Regions from separate parts of the Zea mays genome. Here region 2 is linked to region 1. A link is a contact called in public Hi-C data. All regions are on one chromosome and are shown on one strand. Each heading gives the region's core, a stretch centred on a gene start, on an enhancer-like site or on the middle of the called end of the contact. The rest is flanking DNA. Distances are from core to core; before and after follow the strand shown.

Region 1 (4,350 bases), core at 1,609-4,108:
GGTATAAGTTGCTTAATTTATGTACCTTTGTTACATTGTTAGATTCTTCATTAATTCTATTTTCATATTTTACTTATTTAATGCCATAAATCTTTGTAATTCTCTCTGTAATAATTTTGGTCAAACTTGAGATGTTTTGACTCTCCAATAAAGTTAGAATATCTTATAATTTGGAACGGAGGAGCATCGCAATCCTTCACTTCATCACTTGCATGCATGGATTTGATCAATCAAACCCATTTTAGGTAGACTGGGTATAAGTTGCTCAATTTATGTACCTTTATTACGCATCCTGAAAAAACAAGCCAAATTAAGATTCTAGCGGTAGATAATAGCAGTTTTCCACCTTTTAATGTTGTCACGGTCAGAACAGCACAGGTACATGAGTCAACATCAAACCAACTGGAACAGAGAACTACAGATAAATGGTAAACAGTGACAGACTGATAGCTGCCTTAAGAGCAAATTAATTCAGTGCTAACTTAAATGAAAACCACGAGGTCCATTGAAAACTTATCCATCAAGACTAAACCGGCAACTACAACATGCCGTAGGCAATTGGTGCTGCAACGGGAAATTGAGAACTAACCAAATCCAACTCAACAAGCTTTAAAAATGCCTATACTAAGTCAGCTTATTTTAAATGAACTCTTAGCAAATAAGGCAGCAACTAGTGAATGTCAAAATAGTTCGGTAATTAGGGAGAAAATAGCTCACTAAGTTTCACTGCTAAAGCTACAGAAACTACATGATCTGTCTCTTGCCCGTTGTGTAAACAGTAAAACCAAACACACAATCACCTTCACAGAAAAGGTCACATTTGACTGACCTACACGATTATTGCTCCCAGGTATCATCAACGATGAATATGAGATATCATCCAATCGTTAATTCAGAAAGATAGCTACCACATATTTATCGTTATCTTCGTATTATTAGATTAGATAAGAACTACCACGAGTACATCAACAATTAGGTCTGAAATGTTAGAGTGTGTTTGGTTTCTAGGGACCAATGTTTAGTCCCTTCATTTTGTTCCATCTTAGTATATAAATTGACAAATATAGAAACTAAAATAGAGTTTTAGTTTCTATATTTGATAATTTTGTAACTAAAGTAGAATAAAATGTAGGGACTAAAAAATAGTCCCTACAAACCAAACACCCCCTTACTGGAACACAATACAAAGTGCAACAATTCATCTGCATCAGTACTTCCCCGCACATGTGCACATGCAAGGAATTCAATGAATTATGAAATTACCAAAGCGCGGCAGGATGTAGACCATGTGGATCCCACAAGATGAAGTCTGGACCGACTACAGTTAATATCAGCTGCAGTGAAGATTGAGTAGCGAGGACCACGTGCTGCGAGAACTTATCTCTTTATCTGCAACCCCACTGGCCACTCCTGTGTACTTCTCAGACCGCTGGGACTTATCCCCTCATCTGTTACCCCACAGGCAGCTTCTGACCATACGACCAAACTATTACGACCAATTTTGACCACGCCCACACATTCCCAAAAGATACCTCTAAAAGGATATCTAGGTGGACCAGAATTAGCTGTGCCCCAAGGATTAGGGTTCAATTAACTACAAAAGCTTAGTGTAATCTCTGCTGCATAAAGTAGAGACAACAGCTAGTTTAAGGCCGTCCGTAGATCCATAGCCTGGAAGGTTGGAACACTAATGCAATATTAAGTTATTCACATTTCCGTAAGTGAAGATAAACTAGCAAAGATAAACTAGCAATAAGAGAGAAGGTATTCGGTTCTAAGATTTAAGTCTAAGTTCTGATAGTTGTAGATTAGATAGATGTTGTTTGCCATCTGAAAATAAAGCAAAAATCAGACATCTATGGTTTAGCAACTCTCTGAGTTATTCGGGTACGGGTACCCCCATCCCGCCCGAAAAAAAACCAACAAGAAAAAAAAAAGACCGTGAAAAGAGTAGCGCCTTTGCTTGTCGTTTGCAAACAAGCTGTCTCCTCCTTTATTAAAGCTAGGAACTGATTAAAAGTCTCATGTCCAAACATGAAACTTGCGTACGCACGACGTTCTCACATCACCGAGCAAGGCAACACATAAGCCGCAATAAATGATTGTTTCCTCCAACCGTCTCGTCACATAGCAACTAGCAAGCAAGACATCCGATAAAAATCAAAGTTGATTCCGTAACAGAGGTGATTGGGAGACCATCGTTAAATAGAATCGTTTATTTTTTATAAAATACAAAACATACAAAATATAAACATATACAGTACTATGTTGCAAGAACAGAATTATTTCCCACGATCCTTTTCCTCGAAAATCAAATCCAGAGCACCAACTCGTGCGGTCGTGCCTAAGCCAATAAGCAAAGCACGTAAGGTTTCGATCATTTCCAACAGCATCCAACCCAAATAATCGAAGCACCCCCGCGTACCAACTTCAAACAAAGAGTGGAGCGAAATTAAAACGCGCGCGAGTATATGCAACCAGCCAAACACAGAGCCAGCGCTCAGCCTCTCACCTTCAGAGATGGCGGTCTGGATCTCGGCGCACTTGACGACGACGTTGTGGTCGTTGAGTCCCTCCTCCTCCTCGATGAGGTAGTCGCTGGGCCCGCTCTTCACGGCCCCGCCGTCCGCGCGGCGCTCGGGGGTGACCCGCACCTTGGAGACCAGCACCCACTGCACCACCGCGAACGCGATGCCCACGGCCGCCGCGACCGGGATGAGCACCTGCGTCGCCAGCTCCGGCAGGATCGCCGCCGCAGCCATCGCCGGAGGCTACTCCCACAGCGGTAGGGTTTTCCTAACTCGAAGCTTTGGCCCTCCCACGAACCGGAGAGAATCCGGGAGACTGATACGGTACGGGAGGGAAGGGAGGAGAGGCGAGCAGAGCCGCGGCCGGGCCTTATAAAGGATGGGAAGGAAGGAAGACGAGCATCAGCGACGTGTGCAGAGGCGAGTGACTGCGCTGGTAGTTGGTAGAGGAGAAGGGCATTATCGGGCTTCTAGTTTCTCGAATTTTTCGTTTCAATTATTTCACCAAAACTTTCTTTGTTTCTTAGGAAATAAAGTTTCTCAAATTCTCACTATTCTTCTACGTAAAAACATCTCCCATGGATTTTTGTTTTCAAATTTCTTACCTAACCTAGTCTTTTACCAACCTAATAACTAAATTTTCAAGCCGCGCGCGAGATCAATGCATCTCCAGATGTGTTTGAAGTTAGACGCGATAATAGTAAAGCCGTGACAACCTGACATAAATTTTATAGGTGTTGGCAAATCCGGTAGCACGAAGACCTACATATGGTGGTGTGAAGTTGGGTAAAAAAAGGTTATTTTTGTGTCGCAATTGTGTCTTTATTCCTAAAATTTAGTTTCATAATTTCGAGCCTCCTTTCGAAAAGCGAAAACAAGTTTGGGAGTGTTTTGGTTAGAGGGCACGAAAACGATACGTTAAAATCACGAAAGAATATGGACATGTTTGTTTGTGATAGCATCCTAAAGAGTTTTGGTCGGAATCTGGACTACTGAATAATCTAGCTCTTATATGGATTTGAATATCCTGAGACCTGTGTTGTGTGTTAAGAAAGGTGGAGGGCTCTGCACAATTTAGGATTTTATATTAACGTTGATTTAGACGATTTTTACAGACGCGATTCTCATGTAAGCAATCTGAAAAACAAAATATTTGGCTGCCAAAAGCCGATTCTAACAGCCAAAAACCGAAATAAATAGGGCCCGTACGCAATGTACTCCTTGATGTTAGAGAAGGACGTCTATTAAGACAGTATTGAACATTGAAGTACTTTTGCTAAAACCCCCCTAGCACCGTTTATTGAGATTCAAATATAGCATGCGGAAGGCTGGATATATATATCAAAAGTTCAAAACAGTCACAAAGGCAGAAAGGCTAATTTATTTTCTCTTTAGTTTCTTCTCTCACGTGAACAAGTAACTGCTCTCTACCATTTTCACTAGGAAACAAGAAGCTCAGTGACATCCTCAGCCATACAGTTTCAGCCTGGCCGTCGAAAACAAAAAAATGACAGCGCAAGCGCGGCACCGTCATTTTGTTTCGTTTCGGCGAGAACTGAAACCTTGCGTTAGCAAGCTCGCGGTCGCGGGTCAAAAACAAACCTCATGTGGTTTTTGACAGCTCGTGAATTTCCTATTCGACACTTGTGTTACACTTACACGACAGGTGGCCATTAAAACGGCATTAAAGAAAGCAAGACGCTGACGTGCGAAAAGGGCGAGGCCCGGAGGAAGGCCGTTGTATGGGCTACGGGGTGGCGTGCGGCCGCTCACTTCTTTCTGATCCTTTTTTCCTGGGCGACGCAAGCAGCCATGGCCGTCT
Region 2 (4,550 bases), core at 624-3,123, 380 kb after region 1:
GTCTGACAGAATCAGCTAACAGCACCTCTGAACTGGCCACATTTTCATCTGTTTTCCTCCTCCATATACCTATCTCCACCATAGACACCTGAGTGGACAACAGATAGGGTGGTAATGGATCACGATCTAAATGGCTCTTCACAAAATAATAGAGCCCTAAATAAATTTTAGTTCTAAAATAAATAGAAATATGGTCTGATTCTAATCTGATCTGATCCTTGTTGGAATTAGGCTCACTAGTGTACGGCTTAATTCAATAAGGAAGCCAAGGTGGTATGTATATATAGATGGCATGGGACTTTAGTCTCATATCGTCCATCTAGGTAGGAGAGAACTAGCTTATATGGTGGAGTGTTATCTACTCTTAACATGACACAAATAAAGGGCTATGGAGGCTGTCACGCGTGCACGCTCGTTCGCGTTTCACGTTTTTTCGCGTTATTTATCGCGTGACTTGTGACTTATGAAAATGCGCGATCGCGTTGTGATGAGTTCTAAACGGCAGTTTAATTTTTTTCTTTTTGTTTATTTGGTTATCAAATATCACACCTAGATTGCCATGTCAACCAGTAGGAATGGGCACGCACGTTACGTGCGAGATCTCTGGACGGTTGCACATAGAGATATTCCAGAGGGCGGTTTCTGGAATTTAGCAGATCTAATCAAGGGGTTGCGGTGGCCCATCTATATAGGGCAGACGTCTTTCAGTTGGAGGAAACATGCGAATAACAACCGACTCGTCCTCTTCTTCTCAATTCTATGCGCTGTCACTTCTCTGCACTGCCATCGTTTCGTCTGTCGTGCGGCAGATCAAAGGAGAGTGGTGTCTCCGAACCACCGCTGGTATTTTGACGACCTGCATAGGTGCCGGCGAATCAGGTTTCTGGGAAGTGCTTCGCGCACGTCCGTTCGGGTTCTTCTTCAACACTCGTGGAAATCACTGTGAGTAAATTTGCTTTTTCAGTTTATTGCGATGACGGTCTTATAGTTAGATCCGTTGTCGATTCTTCTTTTATGTGTTAATCTTGTTGAAATAGTTCAGATCTGTTTTGTTCTAATGTTGTCGATATTATCTGGGTTTTTCGTTTTATGCTGCATTATAAAATTAATCTTAGGCATTGTTAATTTTTCCAACAATTCTTAAATCTTATAGCGTAAAATTTAAAGTTCATTATCATCTATAGCAACACGTGCTCTCAGTCTATGTGGCGCGCGAAGAATATATTCCAACATAAGGAGAAAGGTATATGTTCCGAACAGATGAGCTTTCTTAGAACGCGCAACTTCCGTTGCTACGGGTGGATAGCTTGCATCCAACGCTACCACAGGTATGTTCGCCTGGACCATCAAGGATCAGAGCAACGAGCATATATATGAGTTTTTCCCATCATAGTATATATATGACAGGGAGTTTTGGCATCTGCCAATAAGTTCCAAATCTTGGGAAAAAAATACTTGGTTTTGTTTTGGAGTGGAGGATACTGCTATCTGTTGGAAAAACTCCGTTGCCATACAGTGCGGATAAGCGATTTCAGTTTCAGATCACGAAGTCCATTCAGGCCACAATAAATTCAGGCATAGCACCCCATCCTGGTACCCTATACAACTACGACATGCTGCTACTGCTGCTAATACTACTAAAGAAGCACAAGTGCAGCCTGTCAGCCATATATATGCAATGCAAGGCAGAAAAAGAGAGAGAACAAAAAAAAAAAAAAGCGGGCATCTACACGCATATCCTACGTGCGGTGCGTGTGATCCTCTGGACGGAGCTTATCGTTTTCAGGCTCGAAGGGTGTGATCTGGCTCTGATGCAGATAGATAGATGCCTGCTTTACAGCTCCCATGCTGCCATTGGCCCTCTTATCTCTTTCAGGGCGTTGCAGGACACAGGTTCCTATGGTTATGGCTCTGCAATGTAGATATGATTCTGCTCAGGGGATGAATGGACCACCGTCTGGTACTGCCGCGCGCGGTGCTGTTCTCTATCTACCAGAATGAGACAGCTTTTCATGTGTGTGCATGGCTGCAACAGGAGGCCAGGAGAGATATTCATAGTGGCTCAATTGGTGGCAGCCGTTAGTCCCGGTCCTTTTCGACTCGATCGATCTCATAGAAAACAGGCGGTACAGAATTGTAGATGACACTGTTTACAAAGAAAAATTTAAGAGCTAGCTTGGAAACCACATTTTTCCAGAGGATTTTCATTTTCCCAAAAAAAATTAGTTTATTTTTCCTTATGAAAATAGAAATCACATAAGAAAATGATGTTCTCAAACTAGCCCTAAATAAAAAAATGAGATAGAAGATCTGCTGGAGATAGCTTTAGAGATCCATTTTTCATTTTTTAAATTCCCACTAAGCCACAAATGATAACTCTCATTCCCTACTAAATGGTTTCGGTTCCTCTAATTTGTTTGTTTTTTTAACATCTAAGGGCTTGGAAATTTTATTTTTTAAGGTAGTTTTATTTTTCTAAAGAAAATTAGTTCTTTTTCTCTTATGAAAATAAGATTCATTTAGAAAAATGAGGTTCTCAAACTAGTACTAAAAATGTTTTCTATGTTCTCTGGATACTGATGCAGCTTAGCTTATGCAGAAGCTGGACGGCTCCTAAATTAAGCTTGTCTCTTGACTCTTGAGCCCTAGCTAGTTTCTTGGGTGCTGTCGAATTTGAGCATCCGTCGCGGAGGGTGCGTGATAGCGAAGGAGTCTACCTATGTTCTGAAACTTCAGCCAGATTCAACCATTCCAAGAATTGTTTACGAACGGACGACGGCTTGGTTGTTGCTGTTCTTCGAAGTAACAATTATTTTTAACTGTAGGGTCCAAAATTCCGGGGAAAAAATTCTATGCAGGAGTCATGTACAGTGAAGCGTTTACAGGATTAGCAAGATAGGACGTTCTGATGCCGAAATTATTCCGTCTAATCAGCTTCCTGCGTTCGTCGGAGTTGTTCGGCCTGGCTGCTGTTTAAGCCAGCTCCATCTGCTCGCCTGCTGGAATAAACACGACTAAAATACATGATCGTCGTGTAATAAGGTTTGAGTAATAAACTAGTCTATCATCTTCTCATTTATCACTTTTTTTTGTTTATACTTCATTCTTGAATATTTGTCACTCCGTTAATATATTTTTGAACTAAAACGCGATAAATAAAAAAAAATTGAAGGAGTAGAATAGAATGAGTTGATCCATTATCAACTTATTACTCATAATTAATTACTTAATACTAACATAAATAATGGAGTCATCCCACCAAATTTAAGAATTGGATTTATAATACAACGTCTCATCTTGAATTAAGTGATTCTTCAAAACAAACACTCTTAAATACTTCATTGTATATAACTCCTATGTTGATTTTTTTTATGTTTGTTTCGGCCTTGTTTGTCGTTCCGTATCAAACTATGCACACTGGTAAAGTAACTCATTGATTGGCTATTTTGCTTTACAATGCAAAGGCGTTCGTTATCAGATTCATGAATTCATACCTGGCTTACAAAGCACATTCTATCTGACCTATATAGAACACTAGATTCAAGTCTAGTTTTTTTCTCATGTATACATATATGTACTAGTAAATTATTACTTGGTATTGGAAACTGGAACTTCATATCTATTGCATAGAGGAAGGTTATATATATATAGACTCAGAGAAATCCCTAACTCTAATGGGCCGATAGCCCAATAGTGGTGTCAACCCAATTACACATACATAGATAATAGAAACACACACTCTAACATCCCCCGCAATCACAACGGGAGCACCGTAAATGATGAGACTGAAGTAGAAGACGAAGGTAAGAGTCGACGTGTTGAAATCTTCCCGCAGTCGCAGCATCATGAGGGTGCGAGTGTTGCGGTTGGAATAGAGACTAGTGTGCACTCTGTGTAGATGATGCGCTGCCTCGTTCTTCGGAGGGTCGACATTCGAGCATCAATGGTCGGCGGGGTGACACAATAAAAGGAGAGCAGCAGCAGGCTCGAGGGCCTTCTGGCTTCTTTCCGTGTCCAGACGTTGAGGAGCATCGCTAGGGAGGTCGGCGGCAGCGCACGCGTATGTGTTGGTCGGGTGGCTGCACCCACGGCAGAATAGAAGGGGTATCGACAGATCCGGTCGGGAAGCTACGACAGCGACGGATCCAGCCATGAAGACAACGATCCGGCCAAAGGGATGACGGATCGAGCAAGCAAGGTCGTGACAGTGGTGGATCCAGTCGGGAAAGCCACGACAGCAATGGATTGCGAACACAAGGTTGACTTGTCCCTTGTGGTTCGGGTTGATGATGAGTGATTGTCAATGGGTAGCACTCTGGGTATTCAATGGACTGACTAGAGTGTGAGATTAAGCTTGTGGAACCATGTAGGTCGACTTGTGGTGTGCAGATGAGGAGCACAGGAACGATGGTTGATGGCTGAGGTGAAGGTCATGCGGGCTCGTGCTGATGGACCGGGAGCGGTGAAGGGCGAGTGCTAGGTCTTGACTGACGGATCAGAGCAGCCAGGTGACCAACCGCGGTGGCTGACACCTGGGACACACTTGTGCG

The links. A called contact is a pair of places that touch in the nucleus more often than the background predicts.
Region 2: a contact with region 1 is called in a Hi-C map of leaf, with 8 times the contacts expected there. The contact joins the enhancer-like site here to the promoter of LOC542328 in region 1. A contact is called at or near these places in 13 of 25 Hi-C or Micro-C datasets (bundle sheath, ear, leaf and 3 more) and 2 of 3 datasets of contacts at active chromatin or transcription factors (leaf and seedling).

Annotation. Positions count from the first base shown.
Region 1 is chr5:98,129,743-98,134,092 of Zm-B73-REFERENCE-NAM-5.0, forward strand. LOC542328 (vacuolar proton pump homolog 1) reads right to left here and starts at 2,859. Exons shown (of 8, transcript NM_001111910.2): 1 at 2,513-2,859. The coding sequence starts at 2,762.
Region 2 is chr5:98,506,003-98,510,552 of Zm-B73-REFERENCE-NAM-5.0, forward strand. No RefSeq gene overlaps it. Among protein-coding and RNA genes, the nearest start is that of LOC103626734, 40 kb to the right of the region's middle. Within about 2 kb of position 1,874, at least 13 of the 20 cell types and tissues checked have an H3K27ac peak or open chromatin away from gene starts, as enhancers often do. A contact at or near this core is called in bundle sheath, ear, leaf and 2 more, where this site is marked.